2 separate regions of the Mus musculus genome follow, and region 1 is linked to region 2. A link is a contact called in public HiChIP or PLAC-seq data. All regions are on one chromosome and are shown on one strand. The core of a region is the stretch at or near the end of the contact, and the rest is flanking DNA. Distances in the headings are between cores, read along the strand shown.

Region 1 (5,266 bases), core at 1,038-3,537, 250 kb before region 2:
CTGGCAGGGTTGGCTACACTGATGAGCCTCTGGCCAGATGGTTGGATATGACTTAGAGTAGGCAGGACTGGTAGCCAGGGGCTCCCTCGAGGCTTCTGTAGCCTGGGAGCCGAAGTGTTGGCTGAAGCCACAGCCACACTTACAGTCAGGACAGGAGGGGAAGTGAGTCACTCCCTTGCCATTCCCTAGTGTTCTGAACCCCTTGCCAGGCTAACCAGCACTCCACTGTCCTCTAAGGTAGACAATACCTACAAGTCCCTCTGCCTGTGAGCTTGACTCTCAGCATCCTGAGGGCTGTGTAGCCTACTTACCTTCCCACATTCTATCTACTGGCCCAGGCCAGAGGATCTGAACCCTCAGCCCAGGCCTGCCCCGAGCTCCAAGCCTCTCCCCGAGCTAAGTCCCACATCCTCATGGGCTCTGGACAGTGTCTCACTGGAAGCTGGGTTTTGGGCAGTCATGCACATCTGCAGACCATGTAGTCAACGTCCTCCCAGAGAGCTCCCCAAGGCTGTTGGGGTCACACTCTGGAGCTCCTGTCAGCCCACCAAGAGGACTCTCCATGCCTCTCATAGCCTTCAGGAAAGGGGGCTGGGACACTTTTTCTGCCTCTTGGTGTGTGTGTTCAGTAGGACAGGCAGAAGCCAGAAAGAGGCTGTTTGTAGTCCCATATAGGGCTGTATGGGGCTGTGGGCCTTCCAGAGTTAGGGCCTCAGAGACTGGGCTCAGAAGCCCCTCATAGTACTTTATCTGAGAAAAGGTATCAAAGTGTAGATCCCACCCCAATGTCACTCCCCAGAACTCTGTTCATTGCATGCCCAGAGGAGCCCTTCTGAGATTGCCTCCTAGCCCCTCTCAGCTCTGGCGGGCCAATCTTGCCGATGAGCTCCAGCAAGACTGTGTAGCACGTGGCAAACATCCCTAAGCTGGCAGGCCACTCTCCTGCCCTTTGTCCATTTGTCAGTTGATCAATCTGTCTGTTTGCTGAGTATGTAGGCAGGCACCCCAGACAGAAACACTTAAATGGCTGAGACCGCTCAGCCTGTGCTGCCCGGATACCCTAGGGCAGGAGTCTCCGGAGGAGAACTTGTGTGCTGTTGGCATTATAGTTTCTGGGTTAACTTTGCTAGCACTGACATCTTTGGTGCAGGCCCAGAAGGTTGTAAGAGTCTAGTCCTAAAGTTCTGTATTCAGAGTCCCAGACCCAGCTAGGAGGCCCAGGCTGTGACCAGATCTGCATGAGGTGCCTGGAGAAGGAGGGGCTTCCAGTCACTGCACAACTAGAGTTCTGTCATGCAGCCTAAGAGATACAGACCCCAGCTCATGGCTAGAGGATGCCTCAAGTGGACTCTGGCCCACACATGCCTGCTGAACTCAATGAGGCCATCACTCATTCCAGCATCATGACTTCCACCCTGTTGCCATTGAGAGTCAAAGATGAGCACTCGTTAGGGACAGAACAGTGCTCTGGAGGCCTCCACTCCTACAGCTGTGATTTAGGTATTTGTCACCAGAAGCCAGCCACCTAAGCCCCGTAGACCTTGGTTGGCCCTGGGAGAAGGCCATGTGTCAGCAGTACCACGACTCACATAGCTTCATTTCCTGTCACACCTGCCTCTCAAAACTATTGAGGGGCACGGAGAAACCAAGATGGCCACACAGCCAGGAACAATGTGGGGTTGGGCATTGACATGCCCCCCCCCACACCCCCCGCCCGTTCTTAAGGCTGAATGGCGGCTGTGCCTGGAGAGAGTGCTGCGAGGCAGAAGGCAAGCTAGTGTTTCAGCGTCTTCTGTTACACTGAAGCTTTTCAAAGAGTGTCTGGGGCTGCTGAATGTGCCTCTCTTGCTCTCCAAGGCAGACATTCTACACAAAGGGGGCTCTTGTCCTGCACAGGCCCCTTCTGGGAAGAAAAGCCATTGTCCAGGACAGGGCCGCCCAGCAGGCGGTGCATGCTCCACTGCCCACCACCGCGCCCGTCCAAAGGGGCCTCATTCAAGCTTGTCTGCCTGGATTAGCAAGGACTCACGACTCAATGTGCTGCGATATTTCATGTCGAGGGCAGCGGCTGGCTCTGGGCAGAATCAATGCCTGCTTTTGTCTGCCGAGTTATTTTATTTACATTTTTAAAACAGCTTATCAAGGTAAAAAGATAGCTTTGCAAAAAAAAAAAAAAAAAAAAAAAAAGTGTTTGGCTTCAGGCCAGCACAGAGGTAGGAGTACGGGCTGGCACTGGGGTCCTAGGCCAGCCATGCAGTCTGGTCCTAAGCCAGCCTGGGCACCTGCCCAGCCCTCCTGCAGTTCAGGGGAGTGGGGGAGCAGGGGAAACTTATACTTCCAGAAGCCACAACCCTAGCCCCTCTGGATTTCTTGATTGTTTTCCTGAGGTTCCCTCCCGGCTACTCTGACCCAGCTGGCTGTACAGCTCTGAGTGTCCCACCTGGGCAGCAGAGGGTCAGGAAAGGGGTCCTATTACCTCCATCTGTTTTCAGCCTAGTCCTGACCTCTCCCTCCTGTGGAACCGTATCCAAGCCTTTGTACTGGACAGGCAGGGATCTTCACTGAGAGCCTGGGCTTGCCAGGTCACCCATGCACTGGTCTATCATGATCTCAGAGAAGATTCAGCAGAAATGGCCAGAGACCCATCCTAGGCTGGTCTGACCAAAATAATAGGCCACAAAGATCCCTGAAGCTCAAGCTAGGCCAAAGCCAGGGCCCTTCCTGGAGGAGGTGGCTCTGGGTTCTGCTGCCTCCCCTCACCCAGCAAGGGCAGCTGACAGTAGCTAAATAGGAGTGGGACGGCGTCTCTCTTGCCCTAGCCCCTGCCCAGGTAGGCTATGAAAATAAAACAAACAAACAAACAAACCTCTTCCAAAACACCCCACTGCCTCTACAGATCCACACTGTGGATAATGGGACTTCGAACCTAGGAGTGCTGGCTGCACACCAGGCCACCTGGCCACTAGAGGGCAGCCTAGGTGCGTGGGGAGAGCCTGCCTGGCATATATAAACTAGCCTAGTGACCCCATATAGAAAGCATAACCGTGCACCTCTAGCTCCCAGAATGCTCCTGGTCAGCCCATCTACCTAACAGATGAGGCTTGAGCCTCCACACTTAAGAAGCACAGCCCACCCTGAGACAAGCCTCCCAGTCAGGGGGTTTGGGTCCCATTAAGAGCCGGGCTTAGGGAAGACTGACCATCTGGAACATCGCTAGGACACTAACAATGCAGTTGAAGTTGTGGGAAGCCCCAGACCCTTCACCCACTGCCCCTCACCATCTCACTCAGACTTCCTTCTCCCCGAGCCACTTGGCAGAGAGTCTGAACCCACAGTCGGAAGAGAATAGCCCAGTCCTTGGCTCCCCTGTCTCTGATGAAGCCAGGTCAGGCCCAGGGGAGGGAGGGGCCTTAGGGGACTCTGAGTGGGCCTGATCCTAACATGATGTGTGTATGGGGTGCTGCACATCCCTAGTTTCCCTGGATCCTGCAGCTTCTGGAGGATCTGTGACCCAGAAGGCCCTTGTGTGAAGCTGTAGGTATCTCCTGGTGATCACGTTCCGTCCTCCTCTAAGCCCTGCATGCAGATCCTAAGACTATCCTCATATTCTGTATTTCTCTTCAAACCATGCATACCTTCCCCCTGCCCTGAGATCATCCCACGCTCTGTGCCCCATGGGACCTGGTGAGGCCAAGCCCCCTGGATAAGAGCCAGCTATGGAGGCATTGGGTCAGCACAGGGAAAGCCCAGCCCGGACCCCTTGGGCTAGATGCCGCCAAGCCTTTCCCAGGCTGCTATTTTGGGCTCTCTGAGACTTGGGGGTGGGGTGCCAGATAGCTTTGCTGCTGCTCATGCTGGTTATTTTTGCTCATAATGGGAGTACGATATATGGAAATTATTAATAGCCTCCCCGGCTACGGTACGTGCTGGTACTCAGGGCCAGCGTGTGCTCTGTCCCGCGGTGGGAAGGTCTCGCTGCACAGCAGGTTTGGGGGAATTGCCTCTCAGCTACACCCAATCCCCATCAAATGCTTCCCAGGCTGCGAGTACCATTACCTACAAAGAAGTTGGTCTGGTTATCTCAAATAACCATGGCAACCTGGGGACAGATCTGACCACAGGTCTTTACATTTGAACTTCCTTCTACTTCCCAACTCCTTGGAGCTGGATGAGAGTCTAAGGGTGCCCAGTCTCTTTAGATAAAGCTCTGAGGGATTACAGGAAGTTGCTGTGGGCCCCCAGATCTCCAAGGCATGCGGTGCACCTTACCCCTCTGCTGCATGCTGGACTGGCTATGTTGACCTTCTAGACCTGTAGAAGCTCCTGCGAGAGATGGGGCCACTGTGCATAGGTCACTGTTGATCTCTTGTCCCAACTGCCTGACCCTTGCAAGCCCTGAGCCGAATTCTGGGGAACTGGGGTAACAGATGAGTTCTCCTGCCATCTCCTCCACCCCTCAGAGACTAGATTATACTGTAAAACATGAATTCCCAGGGTCTCAGCCCAGCAACTACACTGCTGGACATAGGAAGCTCCTGAGTATGTCTGTAGTGACCAGCGACGGTAGAGATGATAGGAGCCTTTCTGTAGCACTGTGCCCCGCTCCCGAGCACGTGCAAGCACTATGTGTTGCCAGGCAATTGTGTAGGGCATGAAGTTGAAGCTGCAGCCCGGGCTGGTTATTGAAAAGGTAAAAATGTCTTTCTCATGCAAATCATTTAGGTTCAAACTTGGATAAAGCTCAGGTCTCCAGAAACAGAGCTTGGTGGGGGGTGGGGAGAGTCTCTCACCACCAAGCTCTAGGCTGCCGCCAAGACCGAGAAACGGGAGGGCAGAGCCCAGGAGGAGGCCGAGAAGTACCAGCCAATGCACTGATCGAGGCCTGCAACATAGTGTGCAGAGGCCACTAAGCTGACTTCCTGTTGTAGGGAAGCCACAACCAGACACAGCAGTGCTGGTCACCTAGAGCCTGAAATTTAGCTGGGCATGGTGATGTACAACTTTAATCCCAGCACTTGGGAGGCAGAGGCAGGTGGGTCTCTGAGTTCAAGGCCAGCCTAGCCTAAAGATCCAGTTCCAGGACAGCCTGGGCTGCACAGAGAAACCCTGTGTGTGTGTGTGCACATGGCTGCTGCTGAGATTTTAAGTGAGGTGGGCTGGGCTTAAGATTGCTCAGTCCAGACCTGCAGACACCTTGGGGCAGATGATGTAGTCTTGAAAGCCATTAGGCCATGCCCACCAGCACACACCCACAGTAGCTCTGAGG
Region 2 (5,759 bases), core at 1,910-4,409:
GGGCTGGTAGTCTTGGTTCTATAAGAGAGCAGGCTGAGCAAGCCAGGGGAAGCAAGCCAGTAAGAAACATCCCTCCACGGCCTCTGCAACAGCTCCTGCTTCCTGACCTGCTTGAGTTCCAGTCCTGACATCCTTTAGTGATGAACAGCAATGTGGAAAGTGTAAGCTGAATAAACCCTTTCCTCCCCAACTGCTTCTTGGTCATGATGTTTGTGCAGGAATAGAAACCCTGACTCAGACAGTGGGGATCAAGAGCCTTCGTCAGATCTCCCAGGTTTGAATGGCTGGAAGCATCTCCAGGACCAGAAGACTGTGCCTCCCAGGGCGGGCGAGGGTACAGATGGCTGTGAGGTTGGCGAAGTTCCGCTGGACCCATTCCTGTCCCACCTGCCAGGAGGGTCTTCCCCTTTGACATTTTGTGGTCAAGGGCTGAGGCCAGAGGCCAGAGGCCAGAGTGGAGACCAGAAAAACCTAGGGCAGGCCTGGACTAGGCAACGGGGCTGGCTTTCCGGAGCAGTGTGAGCCTCATTGAGAGCCTTGGAGCCTTGCTAACCTGTGTGCACTCCTTCACACTTCTCTCCAAGGCACACAGAACAGTGAGAACATAATCCCTGGTGGAATTCTGCAAGTCCCCTGGGGTGGCAGCAAAACTGAAAGCCACGGGGCCAGAAAAGACATGGGGTTGCCTACTTTTGTCCTGAGCTCTGAGCCAAGCACCGATTCCACTCTCAGTCATAGGGAAGCCCAGAGACCCATGGCCAGCCTCAGCTACTTTCTCCTGGGCTCTGGACAATGAGAGACCCTTATGTCCTTTCTTATTTTATCTATCTATCTATCTATCTATCTATCTATCTATCTATCTATCTATTTATTTTCGAGACAGGGTTTCTCTGTGTAGCCCTGGATGTCCTGGAACTCACTTTGTAGACCAGGCTGGCCTCAAACTCAGAAATCCGCCTGCCTCTGCCTCCCGAGTGCTGGGATTAAAGGCGTGCGCTACCACGCCTGGCTCCCTTTTTTATTTTTTGAAATGAATCCTTTCACAACTTCATACGTATATAATGTCCCTTGATCATATTCCCCCACCATCTTCCCTCATTCCCTCCTCTCAAATCCTTTCTTCTTCTTAACAAGACCCCTCACACTTTGATATCATGGTCTGTCTGTGTGTGTGTCCCACTGCATTTAATCAGAACTGAACATGAACGTCAGTTGGAGGCAAAGCTTCACTGCTAAGGACTATGACCCTCTTCCCCCAGAAACTATTAGCTGCCTATCACTGCCTAGGCAGAGGCTGGGCCTCATGGGCCTCCCTAGCACCCACCAGCTCTTATCTTCTTTGCAAGTTGCCTCAGTTGACCAGGGCCCTGGGTTGAGTCTTATTCGTTTTGCTGTGCGGAGCAGTGCTGGTTTCACTTTCTGTAGGTGGTTACTCCTGTACCTAGCTATGCATTTGTTCCAGGAACCCCCAAGGCCCCATCCTAGCATGGTTCCTCCCTGCAATATGGCATTTGCACTATCCCTCATCAAATAAAGATTCCTGTATGCTTATTATCCACTGAGTGCCTATACTTCAGACCAATGCTAGGCCTTGGGATGGCTCAGTTTTATTCCCAAACATCGCAGTAATTCATGGTAAGCAGTCACTACAGCCAGACATGTAAGGTAAAAACATTTAAGATTTGGGGGCAGGGGCAGAGGAAACAGGTGCCTGGGCTAAGTCTGAAGGGTTCATAGCAATCAATCAATACATAATCAATAGAGGTTAGCCCTCTTCATGTAGCCCAGGGCCTGGAAGAAAGGGAGCATGGATGGACACCCTGAGGACTAGGCAAGACAAGAAGTAATTAAAATATGAGACATCAGAGGGTCTTTGACCAGGTCTGTCCCCAAAAGGGTAGCTAAGGTCCATGGAACTCTGGGCCCACTAAAAATACCTTACTATGAATGAGCCACAACTTTGGGTGAGATGGGTGTGGTAGAGTACACCTTTAGTCCCAGCACTTGGGGGGCAGAGGCAGGCAGATTTCTGAGTTCGAGGCCAGTCTGGTCTACAGAGTTAGTTCCAGGACAGCCAGGGCTACACAGAGAAATGCTGTCACAAAAAACCTGTCTCAAGACAAACAATCAAACAAAAACAATTTTGAATGAGCAACTCCTAGAAAGGTGGAACCAGGGAAGTTGGGCAGGGAAGTTGCTTCCACAACTTGAGACACGTGCCCTATTGCCAGAGGCTTTCCCAGATGAGCTGGAGTGAAGTTCTGAGTTAAAGGGTCTGTCTGCAGGCATTCAGAAGGGTCTCTCTGTGTTTAGAAAGTGCAGGCAGCAGTTAACAGGTGGGCTGTTCTCAGTGGCTACATTTGTCTCAGTGACACCCAGGAGTTTGGGAATGTAAGCATGTGTAGGCATAGAGAACAGGCAAATGAATTGGCGGAGGGGGGGGGCATCCTAAGGATCTCCCTGGTCTCCAGGGGGTGCTCCTGCCAGCCCTGAGACGGGCTTCTGGGTTAAGACTGCAGCAGGCTAAGGCCTAGATAGAAGGGCCGAGTGGTCCCACTGCAGAGCTAGGCCAGGGCTGTGAGGGCCAGATTGACAGCTAGAGATGTCCCTTAAAAGGGCCAGATAGCCGGGCGTGGTGGTGCACGCCTTTAATCCCAGCATTCCGGAGGCAGAGGCAGATGGATCTCTGAGTTCAAGGCCAGCCTGGTCTACAGAGTGAGTTCCAGGACAGCCAGGGCTACACAGAGAAACCCTGTCTCCTAAAAAAAAAAAAAAAAAGGGCCAGAGCAGGGTCCCAGGACCAGAGCACCAATGGAGTTGGTCACCGGATGGGCATCTGGGGACAGAAGACAACTTGGCTTTGTCCTATAGTTGGCAGGACAAGACAGACTGTCCCAAAGGACCAAAGGTAGAGTTGGCAGTTGTTGGGACAGAGGCCTCAGTGAAGGAGAGCGCCCAACTGTCTGGAGCCTATAATCCTCTTGGGGCGTTCTTAATGCAAGAGAAGGGAGCCCCAGAGTCAATCGGCGCCTGGCCCCAGGGGACCCTCAGTGTAAAGGACCGAAGTGAGCAGGAGGGGCTAGACATTCTATCCTTACTTGTGAGGCTACTTGGGGTACAAGATCCGTGAAGGGCCCCAAGCTCCGCCCCTCAGAGAAGTGCCTGGGAAGGCGGAGCGCACATGAACCAGAGAAAAGGCTCTACCGAGGCAGGAGGGATGGTGGACGTGGAGACAGGGGGATCGTGGGCAGCAGCGGTAAGAACTCTGGCTGGTTCTACCCGTTTCTCGTTAAGTCTCCCAAGGGCCGGATGGTGTGGGCGCCCGCCCCTAGTGCAGGAGAAATCAAACTGGGACTGGTGGCTGCGGAGCCAATCCCGGAACAGATGGGCCAGTTTCGACCAATAGCCGCTGAGAATATTAATGAAAGCTGACGCGGCGGCGACCAGCTCTTCATTCAAAAACAGCAGCTATTGTCGCCGTGGGGAGCGCGCGCCGCCTTGCAGGTTCTGCCATCTGGTCTTGCGGGGACCGACGCGGGTGGAAGCTGGGCGCCCATGGCCGTGGCAGCGATGGCCGAGCGTGGCCGCCTATCGCACGCTGCGCCCGCTCCTAGTACAGAGGGGCTACCGCGAGCCTTTCTCCAGAGCCTGCGCACCCTCTTCGACATCCTGGACGACCGGCAACGCGGCTACGTGCACCTGCGGGAGATCGAGTCCCGCTGGCAAGGTGCAGACGCACGCGAGCTGCCGTGCGGCGTGCTCGAGGGCCTGCGCCAGGTGGCCCCGGCCAATGGCTACCTGACCTTCGAGCGTTTCGTAGCGGGCTTGCGCACCTCGCTGCTGAAAGCCGACGGCGGCCAGCGGGATCAGGCACGCGTCGCGGCCCGGCCTGGGGACCAGTCGTCCCTGCAGCAGCGCCTGATGTTCGCACCGGCCGATGAGCCGCGGACTGTCCTGGAGAGAAAGCCTCTGCCTCTGAGTGCGTGCCCTGCTTCTGGTGGCCCCAGTGGCACCTCCCGGAACCCTGAGCTGTTATGTGTCCCGGTGGAGGCGGCGTCCTGCCCCACAGAGACCGAGCGGCCCCTGAGCAAGGCGCTGGAGCAAATCCCCAGCGCGGATTTGGGTGAGTTTGGGTCCCTAGTCACACCTCGTAATTCCAGGGACTTGTGCTAGAAACTGGAGACCCACAGGGTCTTGTCAGAGGGGTGGAGATGGGGACGACTGTGAGCAGCCTCTTAAGGAAGGTTGGGGCCACCTGGGTGGAAAGGGGCTTTGGCCTGTGCCTAAGTGCTGAGGTAAGGGCAGAGGCCCGATACCAGGGCCAAGGGCTGATAAGTGACTGATAACTCAGGAGACGCCCAGTCTGTCTCAAACCTGAGCTAGGCATTGGAGCGTCTGTGGCCGTGAGAGAAGGCATCAGCCTGCTGTACCTGCTCTAGACCTGGGGACATCTGGGTCTTCATCTTCATTTCTGCGTGGCTGCTTGTGAACGTTTCTTCTTAAAAGTGCTCATGCTCTCATGCCCTAACCTGTCCTGAAGGCTCTTCTCAGTGTGACACCCTGCAGAGACAACCCGGCCTGCTTCTCCACCCAGGAGGCAGAGGAGGCAGCACAGGAGCACCTAGCACAAGTGCTGAAGAAGGTTGGGTGTATGTATGATGGTGTGTGTGTGTGTGTGTGTGTGTGTGTGTGTGTGTGTGTGTGTCCCACAGCACCTGCTGTGCTGTGCTGCTGCAGATACACTGCCAGACACAGACCAAAGTCTCTGGGGAATCCAGCAGGCTTCTCTCCCTCCTTCCGGTCTAGTTGGCTGGGACAGGAGACTGTTGAATAGCCCCCTGTCTGCCTTGAGAACAGGACCTGCATTATGCCTGAGCCTGGAGGCAGGTTCTCAGGAATCTAAGCCCCTCTTCCAACCCTGTTCCCCATTTATCCTGTGCACTGCCCTGTCAGGGCTGCCCACTCATGGCAGCTGCCAGTTCATTTTAGTACACAGAGGGACAGAGACAGAGAGAGACTGGGCTCTACTTGCGGTTCAAGCCTTGACTCCCTGTTCTTGTGGAAGGGGAAGCTTCTAGGCATAGCTGGTTATCTTGGTGGCTGTGAGTGTGAAGTCAGCCCTGGCATGGGACTGTATATAATGGACAGGGTCCGGGTTTGTCTGTGGTACAGATCTGTTTTACCTTGTGTGGCCCTGAGTCAGTTACCCCTCTGAAAGCCATGTGCTCAGGGCCCATGACTGGGCAATATTTAGCCATTGCTCTGTAAACCTAAAGCCAGGCTCTAGCTCTAACTTTTTTATAGGTCAGCCAAGGTCCAGATAAGGATGTTGGTATACTTGCTGAACCACTTTAGCTCCCTATGAGCACATATGACCTCAAATGCCCAGTTCTACGGTATATGCCTCTTTTCTGTGCAAACGTTCCAGGTCCTTCCTAGAACTCAGTGCCAGTACCTGCTCTGGCCCCACCCTCTGGAGGCAGCCTCCTTTGTAGCTCTCATTGCCTCACCCTGAACCTGCAGACCACTCAGCACAGCAGGATGGGACAGGAACTTTGGGGCCTGCTTGGAGCTAGAGTCTCTGTCTTGCACATCTGAGCCAAATATTGTATCTCTGTCACTCACTCGGATGGCTTAGCCTCGGGGGTGACCCTGATGCCACAGATAGGGTTGGAGAGCCCAAGGGAAGTTCAAAAGCTGTGGGTCACCACACCAGGGCCTATCCATTTCGTCTCTTGCCCTTCCCTCTTTGATACTCT

What was found. HiChIP or PLAC-seq counts read pairs in DNA pulled down with a chosen protein or histone mark.
Region 1: a contact with region 2 is called in a FOXA1 HiChIP or PLAC-seq map of pancreatic cancer cells. The contact joins the enhancer-like site here to the promoter of Sapcd2 in region 2. A contact is called at or near these places in 5 of 39 promoter capture datasets (cranial neural crest, embryonic stem cells, liver and 2 more), 4 of 115 datasets of contacts at active chromatin or transcription factors (the SCID.adh cell line, embryonic stem cells, large pre-B cells and 1 more) and 1 of 9 other capture datasets (liver).

What each region holds. Positions count from the first base shown.
Region 1 is chr2:25,124,429-25,129,694 of GRCm38.p6, forward strand. All of the region lies in intron 2 of Gm13387 (predicted gene 13387), which reads right to left. Among named protein-coding and RNA genes, the nearest start is that of Gm13387, 18 kb to the right of the region's middle. RefSeq lists an enhancer at 417-3,662. Within about 2 kb of position 2,288, at least 75 of the 459 cell types and tissues checked have an H3K27ac peak or open chromatin away from gene starts, as enhancers often do. A contact at or near this core is called in the SCID.adh cell line, liver, neural stem cells and 1 more, where this site is marked.
Region 2 is chr2:25,368,876-25,374,634 of GRCm38.p6, forward strand. Sapcd2 (suppressor APC domain containing 2) reads left to right here and starts at 3,160. Exons shown (of 7, transcript NM_001081085.2): 1 at 3,160-4,123; 2 at 4,541-4,642. The coding sequence starts at 3,556.